2 separate regions of the Mus musculus genome follow, and region 2 is linked to region 1. Evidence: chromatin contacts called from public promoter capture Hi-C data. All regions are on one chromosome and are shown on one strand. The core of a region is the stretch at or near the end of the contact, and the rest is flanking DNA. Distances in the headings are between cores, read along the strand shown.

Evidence for each region. Capture Hi-C pulls out chosen DNA fragments and counts their contacts.
Region 2: a promoter capture Hi-C map of liver shows a contact between it and region 1, with 4 times the contacts expected there. The contact joins the promoter of Pigo here to the promoter of Dcaf12 in region 1. A contact is called at or near these places in 1 of 39 promoter capture datasets (embryonic stem cells), 2 of 115 datasets of contacts at active chromatin or transcription factors (astrocytes and microglia) and 1 of 9 other capture datasets (liver).

What each region holds. Positions count from the first base shown.
Region 1 is chr4:41,313,433-41,320,274 of GRCm38.p6, forward strand. Dcaf12 (DDB1 and CUL4 associated factor 12) reads right to left here and starts at 1,469. Exons shown (of 9, transcript NM_026893.3): 1 at 1,056-1,469; 2 at 1-33. The coding sequence starts at 1,133. Gm46891 (predicted gene, 46891) reads left to right here and starts at 910. Exons shown (of 2, transcript NR_168697.1): 1 at 910-3,470; 2 at 6,826-6,842.
Region 2 is chr4:43,021,190-43,027,305 of GRCm38.p6, forward strand. Pigo (phosphatidylinositol glycan anchor biosynthesis, class O) reads right to left here and starts at 4,625. Exons shown (of 11, transcript NM_001305386.1): 1 at 4,591-4,625; 2 at 3,374-3,885; 3 at 2,483-2,626; 4 at 2,181-2,304; 5 at 1,418-1,577; 6 at 823-1,005; 7 at 1-605. The coding sequence starts at 3,884.

The sequences.
Region 1 (6,842 bases), core at 219-2,718:
TTTCCTTTTGTGCAGCGAATGATCCCAGCCAAACTGTGAAAGCCAACATCAGAAATCAGGGGTTTGGCCACTTTTCCTTCAGACAAGAAGTCTGACCGTTTTATAAAAGAACCAACACGAATTCGTCCTTCGGGATTTACACAATCAAACATTTAACAGAAGATTTGTAATCCAGAAAGTACAGTTTAACTCGGCTAGCACTGAAATAAGGCTCTCATAATGAAGACTACTTAGAAAATGGATAAACAGGGCAAAAAAAAGTTAACTAAACCTTTGAGGAAAGTGGAGGGCTCAGAAATAACATATACCCAGGTGTCCTTGATAGTTACGAAATGAAGTCCATATTACAGAACCCACCTGGGCTGCACTTCTACCCAGCCCCCTTCTCCCTCTCCGCCTGTGCACCCCGTAGAGCATAAAGAGTATAGCTCAAAGAGCCAGACTGGGGTCTCGGATCTTCCAGGGATGTACAGTCAATGGCCGCTCATCTGACTCCGCGCGACTTGCGCTGCGGGCAGTTTTAGAATTCGAAAAATCAAATACCAACGGGGTAACCTGCGTCGGAATCCCAAGTCCAAGAGGCCTTCCTCTCCAAAGGGGGCAATATAGAGATGACACCTGGTGTTTCTTCTAGATGTCTAAAGAGCCAAAGGGGCCTGCACCCAGTTTAGGAGATGGTTTCCTTGATAAGAGACCATCGGCCCTTATTCCTAGTGCCACTGGAAGGTCCACTTCAATCTCCTTCCCAGTAACTTCGGAAGGTCGGTCTTACTTCCGATTCCCCTTGTCTTCATTTTCTCCTCCCTCCAGGAACGAGGAGGTCCTGAAGCTCTCTATCCCTAGCTGCTGACTTCCAGCGGAAGGCGTCATTTTGTAGTTTTCTTTTGGCTCCTCACCCTTCCGGCCCGCCTGCTCGCCAGTACACTGCAGAAGGACCGGTCACTGCTCTACAGTCCCGGCTCCGGTTCTCGTCCCGCCCTGGCCCCAGGTTCCTGAACCCAGCTGGAACGCCCTAAGCCCCTGCTAGGTGATGACCCAGACCTGTGAGCCCTCACCTGCGGGCCCTGAGCGTCGCTCCCGGCTCCTGGCGAGGCAGACGCTTTCCGCTTCCTGCTAACTGCTTTCCGGGCCATAGTGGGCAGCGCCGCCGTGGCCCCGCAGCCACATGAGGCGGAGAAGGCAAGGGGCGGCAGGGCGACGGGTCATGAACCGGGCCCTGGGGCCGCGCGCTTTCGAGCGCCCGGCCCGGAAAATGGCTCGGATCCCGGGCAGCAGTCGATCAAAATGAGGCGCGTAAATGGAAGAAGGGAAAATCCGGGTTGGGAAAGGGGAAGGGGAAGGGAAGGGGAAGGAAAAGCAGGAACAAGCAGCTTTCCTACCGCCGTGTCTGGAAAGGACGGCGAGCGGCGAGAACCAAAACACCCCCCTCCCACTCGCCCGCGCCCCGTCACTCCTGCGCAGCCGCACATAGCAGCACGTCGCCACGGAGACACCGCCCAGACCAGCAGGGCGGGACTTAAGCGCAGCAAGGAGAATTGATGTCCTCGGAGAACTTCCGCTTGCCTCTTGCCAATGGCGGTTAAGCTGTGGCCAAAGGAATCCAGCCTTCTGTCGGGACATTTCCGACCTCAGCCAGCTCATCCTCTGGCATGCGGAAGTAAGCATGAGCTGCCTGGCTGCGGGACCAATCTTGAACCTGTAACCATCATGGTAGGATTAAAGATATTCTAGACACCCTGATTGCCAGATTGCAATCAGACTATTAAAACACTGGACTCTAAGAAATTGCAGTTTTCCTGGGAGAAGGAAAGGACAAGGGCACAGATGCCAGCCAATAGAGGAACTTGACTCCAGGAAAGATAGATCACAGTTGGGAAAACTTGTCAGACTACCTTCCCAGAGAAACTGGGCGAACAGATGATGGATGCGACCACACCTTGCCGACGACTGCTTACTTAAGCATAGCTGTTGCCTTTAAGCCTAAACAAACCACACGTCAGCCCCTAAGATGGACTAGGATAAGAGAATGTCCCGTCGTTGTTCTTTCCAATGAGACCGAGTTAACACCTTTCTTCAAGTTTCCCCTTACACTTTGTCTTTTAGTTGGCCTGTTGAGAATGAGTTAAGGCTGCTAGGGCCCAGGTTCTGACCCTTCCTTATACCTCAGAAGACGTTTCTTAATCCTGTAACTAGTAGCCTCACATTTAGCACTTTCCCCCAACATTCTCACAAACTGTCAATGGGCACAAAAGATTAGACACTTTAAGGAAGGCAGAGAACCCCACATCACACTCCTTCAAGATGGATTCAGGGTAGGAAGGCAGCAGTATGGTCAGATTTTTGCCACATCAAAGTACCAGAGCTAACGCAGGCTGCCTCACATGCCTGTTGGCACAGGTCTCCCCACACATACGGAGTCCCCAGATTCCATTCTCCACTTCTTTACTCTCCAGCTCCCTGTCTATTTTGACTCCTGTCTAAACCTCAAGTCACTTTTCCCCTTCTTTTATTTATTCCTTTTCTTTCTTTCCTTTTTTTTTTGAGACAGGGTTTCAGTGTATAGTCTTGGCTGGTCTGGAACGCAGCATGTTATATAAATCAATCTGGCCTCAAAAGTTATAGAGCTCCACATGCCTCTGCCTCCCCAGAGCTGAGTTAAAGGTGTGTGCAACCACATCTAATAAGTCACTTTCTTTCATAAAATGCCACCCTTTTTAGGTCTGCAAGGTCAAAGTCACACTGTCCTTGTGCTTCAGCAAATAGACCCATCGCTGTAATTCATGCCATTGCCTGCCTTTCTCTCGGAGCCCAGCCTTGATCTCCATTAAGGAGTGAAATCTTGAACCACAGAAAAGAGAGTGGTCATTTTTGGCATGTCCGGTTTGGACTGGCACCAGTCACCAAACAAAGCGGGATCACCCTTGCCTCCATTTTCCGAAGATCCTGAAGGAATGTGAGTGCCAGCTTCCACTTTCCTCAGGCAAAGAAACCCTTGGAGGAAGCAGGATGTTCTTGCTTGAGACTGACTGGCCTCAGGCTGTGGTGCCCAGTTACCTGCTGGTCCCTTCAGCTTCAGGCCTCATACCTCCAGGGAACTGTGTTGGCCCATCTGCCGTTCTGCCTACAAGAAGATTTGATTTGTTTTCCAGGTTGAAATGATGTGCCACCACCCCAGATCAGCACTGCAACTAACCCCTAATACTACCTTGGGAGAGGCAGCCCCATCTTTCCTGATTAGGCTTGTGTCTTCGGAGATTAACACATTGTGAGCGGGCAGGACTGTGGCAGCCCTCCCTTTCTGAGTCTGTTCTGGTTCTGTCTTGCCTCACAATGCTCTAGATGACCCAGTCGTTCACTGGACAAGAGTTTGGAACCCTTTGAGGATCTCCAGGCTCAGGCTGAGTGGGGCTGGACTCCTGGCATCCTCAGTCCATGTCAGGACACACAGGACACTGGTGCAGCTTCATTCTGTAAGTTGTCCTGCACACTGACATCCCAGGATTATCCTCAGATCCACACGCCAGATCATCTCTGTGGAAATGGAGTAAAGGTCCACTTGGAGGACTGAAAGTTCACCTTCCAGCTTTGTGTGTGTGTATATGTGTGTGTGCTGGGGGCTCAGACTCAAGGCCTTTTCTTTTCTTTTCTTTTCTTTTTTTTTTTTTTTTTTTTTTTTTTTGAGACAGGGTTTCTCTGTGAAGCCCTGGCTGGCCTTGAACTCAGAAATCTGCCTGCCTCTGCCTCCCAAGTGCTGGGATTAAAGGCGTGCACCACCACTGCCCTGCTTCAAGGCCTTTCTTTTGCTAAGCAAGTTCTTTACCACTCTGCTATGCCTTCAGCCATACAATAATTTTAAGTGTTACTGATCAAACCTAAGTTTTCTTGCATGGAAAATGCTAGCACTGAGCTATATATAGCCCCGACTCTTTTTTTTTTTAAAGATTTATTTTATGTATGAGTATACTGTTGCTCTCTTCAAACACACTAGGAGAGGGCACCAGATCCCATTACAGATGGTTGTGCAGAATTGAACTGAGTTGCTGGGAATTGAACTCAGAACCTCTGGAAGAGCAGTCAGTGCTCTTAACCACTGAGCCATCTCTCCAGCCCCTCCTCTCTTTTTTTTTTAACCTTTTGTTTTTCTTCCCACTCTTCTTCTCGTCTTTTCTCCTTTCTTTTTTTTCTCCCCCAACCCCAGCTCTCTCGCTCAGATGAGCCAATGATGATCTCAAACTGTTGATCCTCTTTTATTTGTGACTCTGTTGCTGCTGTGTGTGCGAGGCAAGCTCTCCTCCGACTGAGCTAAACTTTTCTATGTTTGTTTTGTCTTGTTAGACAGGCTTGGACTGTGGGACAGGTTGGCCTTGGACTTCTGATACTGCTCTGGCTTCATTTTCCTGTGAGCTAGGATTACGGACATGAACCACCAAGCTTGGCTTTTCTTCCTTAAGAAGTACTGTTTTTAGTTCCCAAGCTAGCTTTAAACTTCCCATCCTTTTATCTAAGCATCCCAAGTAACTATGATTTCAAATATGTACCACAAAGTCTGGCTCCTGCAAGATATATGTATATAAGCATGTATATATTACATATTTTGTGTGTGTGTGTGTGTAGACACACATGGCGGTATGCATGTACATTGTAGTGGTTTGAATTAAAATGACCCCCATAGACTTTGAATGCTTGGTCCCTAGTGTGTAGAACTAGGAAGGATTAGGAGATGTGGCTTTGTTGGGGGAAGGTGTGTCATGGCGGTGAGCTTTGAGGTTACAAAAGCCCAAGCCAGGCCCAGTGTCCCTCACAGCTACAGCTCAGTGCCATACTTGCTTGCTGCCTTGTTTCCTGCCATGATGGTCATCAACTTACCTTTTGAAACTGTAAGCAAGCCTCCAATTAAATGCTTTTTTAAAATAAGTTGCTTGGGGGCTGGAGAGATGGATCAGTGGTTAAGAATACTGACTGCTCTCCAGAGATCCTGAGTTTAATTCCCAGCAACCACATGGTGGCTCACAACCATCTAGAATGGGATCTGATGCCCTCTCAATTCAGCACCCACATGGCAGCTGACAGCTGTCTGTGACTCCAGTTCCCGCATACCTGACACTCAGTTCTCCGGTACTGCACACATGCACAACAACACCATGCAGTTGAAACACCCACACGTATAAGATTAAGGATAAATAAAATGGTGACGTGTCCCATGAACAGGAAGGAAGGAAGCCGAGCAAATGAAACAAACAATGAAATGTTCTTTGACCCCATAGTCTCAACAGAGGTCCCAAGTCCCAGGTTAGGAGTCCGAGATACATGTCCATGTACACCAAGACACCTGGAATATCACAGTCTATCTTCAGTGTACAAAGTTTAAGTCATTAGTTTACTGCAGAGAGTTCTGTTGACAAAATGAAATAAATAAATGAATACCATCATCCAGTTCCTTTTCTCCAAAAAGAGGAAAAGGAAAACCTGATCCCTAAGGTGTCTATCTATGGTCTGTCTCAGAAAATTTCATGGAAATGAGAACGTATAAGCAACACCATCAAAGGAGGTCTATCCCTGTGAGCTAGGCATGGTGGCACAGCCTTTAATCCCCGCACACTCTAGGTGTTTTTTGGTTTAGAAAGTGCATTTGGTTTCTACTCTAACTCAGACAGTAGCTGGGTCTTTCCCCACTTGCTTCGGTCAGATTTTGTAATCTTACTCCATTAGCTAATAAGAAAAAGATTGACAGACAGGAAGTGAAGGAAGAAGAGGGAGGGGTTACTGTTCTGGGCCATCACATTCCTAGAATAGGCAGTGGACCTTTATGGAAACAAAGATGTACTAGGTGAGGAATATTAAAACATTTGTATAAAAGTCTTACAAGGCAAGGGAAGTAAAAAGATTTTAATTCCTTGTCCTAAACACAACGTTTATAGCACTTGATAGAAAGACTCCTGTTATTTCTTACATGATTCAGAGACTATAGAGGTCTTTGAAGCACAGGAATGTAATTACTTTTCCCACTTTGAGAATGCTTCTGAGGCCCAAGGGCACAGCATATATAAGGTGAATGTAGTTGGGGATCATGGTACATTCCTGTAATCTCCACACTTTGTAGGCCACGCAGGAAGGTCAGCATTTGAGGCCAGTCTGGCTAGCTAAGAAGATGCTGTCTTAAAGTAATCTAAACAGACAAACTATGGCAAATGTCTGTCTCCCAGAATTCTGGAGGCGAAGGCAGGAAGATTAGAAATTCAAGCTCATCCTTGGCTACACGGTAAATTGGAAGCCATTTTGGGCTAAGTCATACCCTGAACCAGGACATGCCAGAGACCTGGGAGGGGGAGAGGTCCCAGAAGGTGTAAGGGGGCAACTCTAGCTGAGATTCCTAGCAGGGGGGATATGAGTCCTGAAGTGGTCACTTCCTGTAGCCAGGCAGAACTTCCAGTGGAAGGATAAGGACAGCAACCCAGCCACAAATCTTTGACCCAAAATGTGCCTACAAGATGGGCAGGGACAAAGAGCAGAGACTGAGGGAATGGCCCACCAATGACTGATGCAAATTGAGACTCATCCTGTGAGCAAGAACCAATCCCTGACACTATTAATGATACTCTGCTATGCCTGCAGACAGGAACCTAGCATAACTGTCCTCTGAGAGGCTCCACCCAGAAGGCAATGGAAAGACATGCAGAGACTCACACCCAAACATTAGATGGAGCTCTGGGTGTTGAGGGCTCGGGGAATCCAAGAGTTGAGAGAAAGATTAAGGGGCCCAAAGAAGACAGGGACTCCACAGGAAGACCAACAGAATCAACTAACCTGGACCCTTTGTGATTTCAGAGACTGAATCACCAAAG
Region 2 (6,116 bases), core at 3,375-5,874, 1.7 Mb after region 1:
AAGGGGGTGGCCCTGGCCTCAGCAACAACAAAGCTATCCGAGAAGAAGGTGGCCAAGCGAATGAGCAGTAATATTAGGACAGGTCTAGGGACAGGAAGTAGGGGAGCCAGTGGCCTCTTAGACCCCCTGCTAACCCAAGCTTTCCACAGAAAAGGGAGGAGTGAACCGGCTGCAGCCACAGCCCCCAGAACCACTAAGTCTATCTTCGACCCAGTAGTTACCGAGACTCCAGCATACAGGATGGTCCAAGTTAGGCCCCAGGCTACAGGTATTAGCAGTAGTGGGCGGAAGAGAAAGCCTGGGGCGACTGCCAACTGGGAAGCAAGCAGGCAGAGAAGGCAGGCAGCAGCCAAAAGAGCAGCGCCCCCTGCCATTCGGACCAGAGAGAAGCGGGCCCAAGACTCGATGCACAGGGCCCGAGCTCCCCGCAGGAACTGCTGGAACTCAGCAGTCAATGTGCTCAGCGCTGCCTCAGCCTCTTGGGGATCCCGCAGAAAGTGCTGGTAACGCGCAGAGGCCTTGGAGAAGAGCGTCTGCAGCCGATGAAGTTCTTTAACTTGGAGATCCTGAGTCGCAGCCGAGTAGGTATGAAGAAACCGGGACACCTGACAGAGAAGGCCAGAGATACAAACGGGGGGAGGGGGGGGGCCGCGGAGATGTTACACGAGAGAGGTATCTAGAAACCTGGGGCTCAAATTCTATCCAAGATGGGGGAAGGGAAGGCTAATAGGAGAAAGGCATTTGGACAAGAACAAAGGCAATAGGGTCGATTTTGTCCTCATGCTTCGCTTCGTTACCCAGAAGTCTAGTCCTCTCACCTACCTGCTGGGCATTGATGTGGAGAGCCGAGACTTGGGCTAGCGCAGAGGAGTGAGGATGGGAGGAGTCACTGCCACCTGAGAATAGCTCTGCCATCACTTCCCCAGTGTTCCCAAACGGGATGGGCAGGCCTAGCAGCAGTGCCAGCGTGGGCACAAGGCTGACCTGAGGAATAACCTCCGGCTCCTGGAAGGGAAGTTCAAGTGTCAACGGCGTCGCCAGGCCTAGGTAAGAATAGTGGGAGGGGGTGTCCGGAGTGATGGTTCCGTGGGTGAGATAGTCAAAGCAGGCTGTGACCATGCGTGCCTATAACTTAGTGCCATGGTGGGCAGAGGCAGGAGGCTTTCTGGTCTTCAGGCTAGCTCCGGGTTCAGTGAGAGGCACTGTTTCAGTAAAATTAGGAGCAAACACCGACATCCTCTGCCTCACACGCACACACAAGTGCATACCAGCACGCACACGTGCAATTACCTCCTACATACATCATACACACATAAATAAAAATAAATGACTGTTAGGACCAGATCCTGGTGTGGGGAGCCTACAATAAGGGGATCACAATGTAGGGAGACCAGCAGAGGTGCGACCCAGGCCTTACCTCGGGTGGGACACTAGGGAAGAGAGCTGTGGGGCTGTACAGGAAAAGTGCAGCTGACACCTCCAGCTCACTGTCCCCTCCATGGTCCCCATTCATGGTCATCCCATGGTCACCGGCTACCACCAGCAGTGTGTCATTCTCCAGGCGTTCTATGAGTCCCCTGGGGGTCAAGAACACGTGTGAGAGGGCAGGGAGAGGTAAAGATTCTTCTCGGGCCATTCACCCCCACCACTCACTTCCATTGCCAGGGTCTAAACTTCTGTCAAAAAGACACCTCTTCAGTCACAACTCTGCAGCCAGAGCTACACACCAAGTTGTTCAAAGTGGATGATGTCTCTACGTTTTGAAGGAAAAACTTGTATAAAGTATTCCAGAGCTGCCGGGCAGTGGAGGCACAAGCCCTTAATTCCAGCACTCGGGAGTCAGAGGCAGGTGGATCTCTGAGTTCGAGGGCAGCCTGGTCTACAAAGTGAGTTCTAGGATAGCCAGGGCTACACACACACACACACACACACACACACACACACAAAACCTGTCTCAAAAAGAACAAGAAAACAAATCTTTGTGAGTTTGAGTCCAGCCTGGTCTGGCTTATATTGCAAGTTCCTGGTCAGCCAAAGCTACATAATGAAACCCTGTCTCAAAATACATACATATATAGAATTCATCCAGGCTCCACACAGGATTTTTTTTCCCTCGTGGAATCCTACATCCTGAGATTCTCAAATGCAACCCCCTCCCTCAGCCAGCACCCCACACTCACTGTATCACCTGGTCCATCTGGCTAAGTTTCTTGGCCATTTCAGGGTGGTGAGGGCCGTGCTTGTGACCACAGTGATCCACACCCAGGAAGTGAGCGATCAGCACATCCCACGAACCGCCGTCCACTGTGGAGGGGAGAACACTGAGCACAGGGCGGTGAAGCCCACGCCTCCCTCCATCAGGCTTTGATGTTCCTCTGCACCCAGTGGTATAAGCCCCAGGCTGCTGGACCCAGAGTCTGCAGACTAAAGGAACCCTCCACAGCTCCTGGGGTCAGTGAGGGACTGAGCGCTTCTTACTCACGGGTAGGATAGAGGTGTTCCAAGATGCCGTTATCCACTGTGTGCAGGTCTCTGACATTGAAGGATGAGAAGAAGAAAGCTTGAGAAAAGGCTCCGGGGAAGAGGTCTCTCCAGGTATCATCTCCCATGAAGACTACACGCCTTCCTGTAGAGACAAGAGGGGAATCGGATCGATCGTATCTTGTTCATGTGAGAGCCAGAACAGGGGAGATTATAAGAGAAGACTCTAGAAAAAAACAAACAAACAAACAAACAAAACACAAAGGGCAAGGGGAGACAGCTCAGTGAGTCAAAGAGCTTGCCACCAATCCGGACCACTTGAGTTCAATACTCAGAACCCACAGGGTAGAAGGAGAAAATCAACTTCCAAAGTTGTCTTCTCACCTCCATAAGTGTACCATGTCACATCCATACGCTGTGTGTGTGTGTGTGCGTGCGCACGCACGAGCACACTCTTGAGAGTACTATCCCAACCACACATCCTGTTTTGAGACAGGTCTTACTCTACAGACCAGGCTCATCTGGAACTCAGAGATCCTCTTGCCTCTGCCTCTTGAGTGCTGGGATTAAAGACACATGCGCAATGCAGTGCCCTTGACCTGCTCTCTTCATAAGCAGTGAGTGAACATAACTTGGATCCCTCTACCCTTTTTTCTCCATCCTTGCAAATTCCTATCTTCATTTCTTCCTTAATCGGATGCTCCCACGAGTTACAAACAAACATTTTGTGCAGATTAGAAGCTTCATTGAGGACAAAAATCTCTGGGCCTTTCTACACACAAGATCCCATCTATTTCTACTCTCTGTTTCCCTACACCATAGCCAAATATACGGCTGGGTACCTGAAGTCCTGGCTCCCCAGCTTCTATAGTCCCCAGAGGCACATACTGACCTGCACTGTTGAGCTGTTGGATGACATTATCTTCCACTATAGCATGGCTGGCAAAGTTACTGCCAGCATCAATGAAAGTCGGCAGCGAGCCAGTGGTGAGAGCCTTTAGACGCTGCATGGTGGTCGTGGGGGGGTCCACCTGAGATCGGTACAGCCGGCCATGGTGGGGTTGACTCTCTAGGATCCTCTGCAAGGAACCTAATTTTCCCAGAAAAGGCACGGAGACAGGAGGTTCCCCAGGCACATGCGAGCGCTGAGGCTGGGCAAAGTCAAACCGCAGAGCGTCTATCAGTACCAAAACCACCCTGGAGAAGCGGGAAGGCATCCAGCAAGCCCCAGGCTTTCCATGACTTCCCCACGGCAAGGGACCAGGGCCTGGGAGCTCTTGGCAGCTGCTTTGATTGGTGAGCTCCAGACGAGTGAGAAGGAAGCCACTGGTGAAGAGTGCAATGCCAGCGTAGAAAAGAAAACAGACCCAGGCTAAGAAGAGGAGCACAGACACCTTCCGCATCCTGGGAGAGAAGAGAATGTTCATTGGGGTGCGAAGAAACCATGGACGTTTTGGCTCTCAAAACAATGCCCAACAACAATCACGTACTGCTATAAACTTCAGGACGTAAACAAACCATAGCTAACTCGTTGCAGCTGTTTCTACCAGTCATACCATCTGACGGTGAGAGGCTGAGACCTTGGATCTCAACCTGACGCCCAGGCTACACCTACCGATTCAGGTTCTGGGGGTGAGCACGGGAGCCTGTGCATATCCAACCGGGAGATCTAATGCTGTCAAACCACAGTCTAGGAGGAAGACTATTCCAAATGGTAGGTAGATTGTTCTCTGACAGTCCATTTCAATGGCTCTCTTCGGACTAACTCAACATTTCCAGGGTGGCAATAGACAGAAACCACACGGATTAACTGGATTGAGTAAACGGCGCCGCCTGGCGGGAACCGAGGAAACGACGGGGAGGAGTCTTGCTCCGCTTCCGGGCGGCCAGGCTCAAGAAAAAACCGAAGGAACGACGTCCCCAGGAAGCCCGGTATAAAGCCCATTGAGCTAAGCTGGGATCCAGAAGTCCCGGCAGCTCTGTCTCCTCCGGTGGGAACCCGGCCAACACCTGGACATGCTCCCTCTGATACTGGGCACCCCGGCAGTAAGCTGAGACACCCGTCCTAGGGGTGACAGTAACAGAGGTAACAGGGAGACCTTGGCTCACCTGGATCCGCGCCCGGAAGTGCAGCGGCAGGGCTCGCTGTCTGGCACCACAGAGGTGTGCAAGCCTGACAGAGCGCCCTACCAGGAGATTTGTCGCCGCCTGCCGGCACCAGCAGGGAAGTTCGACAAGAAACGTGGGGCTGAAAACTTTGATAGGAGGTTCAGTAATTCATAAATGAGGGCAAGGTCTAAGAGAGGGGGATGATGACTGGGTGTGTACAGAAGCATGAAAGAAGAAAAGCCCAGGGACCACCGAGCATTTTATTATATGTATGTTTGTACAATGCACTTTGTGCTGCAATTGCTTTTAGCCACTCAGCCCTCTCTCCAGACTCACTGTCCATTTTTGGTTGTTTTTCAACACAAGGTCTGAGTGCTGGGAACTAAACTTTGGTCTTCAGCAAGAGCAGTACATGCTCTTAATCACTGAGCCATCTTCCCAGCCCCATGCTTCAAGTTCTCACTGCTGAGACTTCCCTCCCGTGATGAACTAAAACTGTCTGGTAACTAGCTCCTTTAGATGTTCTTGTCAAGAGCACTTTTTCACAGTAACAAAAAACATAAACTAGCCGGGCAATGGTGGTGCACGCCTTTAATCCCAGCACTTGGGAGGCAGAAGCAGGCGGATTTCTGAGTTCCAGGTCAGCCTGGTCTACAAAGTGAATTCCAGGACAGCCAGGGCTCTACAGAGAAACCCTGTCTCAAAAAACCAACCAACCAACCAAACAAACAAACAAACAAACAAAAAAAAAAAACAACAAAACCCAAAAAACCTGTCTTTAAAAATACATCTAAATAAAAACTTATACATGACAGGTGGTGGTGGCAAACACCTTTAATCCCAATTGACAGAGTTTGCTTAGCATTCGCAAAAACCTGGGCTAACCCAGCCTGATTTTTAGTTAGCATTCTAGAAAACCTGGTACACTTGCACACGTCTGAGATGCCAGCACTTGGGAGGCAGAGGCAGGATCCTCTTAACCACCAAGATCGTCCTCGACACCACAGCTCCTCTGGGGCCAGCCTGGGATAAAGGAGACACTGTCTCAAAACAGTAACCACCTAAAAATCAGCGGTGGCAAACACTCACTGAAGGCATCACTCTCAAGGCAGAGGCGGGCGGATCTCTCTGAGTTCCAGCTTGGTCCACAGAGCTTGTTCTAGCCAAGGCTGCACTGAGAACCCTGTCTTGAAAACATGAAATGAGTAAGCTGGCAGAGTATGGCAGCACTCGGGAGGTATAGGCAGGTTAGGTCACATGCATTTAATCAGCCTGGGCTACACACGGTGACCCTTGCTCTAGAAAACAAAAAAGTGGGTTATCTGTATGGTATGTGAGTTTTATCTCAGTAGGAAAAAACAACTTTTATCTTCTTAGTAAATGTGTGGCACCTACCTATAGGGGTCCTACAAATTTACACGTAAGTCCCTCTTCCCCCTTTAAATACATCTAGTTGCTGCTGCTTTGCTTCTGGTAACCGTTCAGCCACAGCACAGCAGTTTCTTTGCTCTTGTGTTCATAAGCCA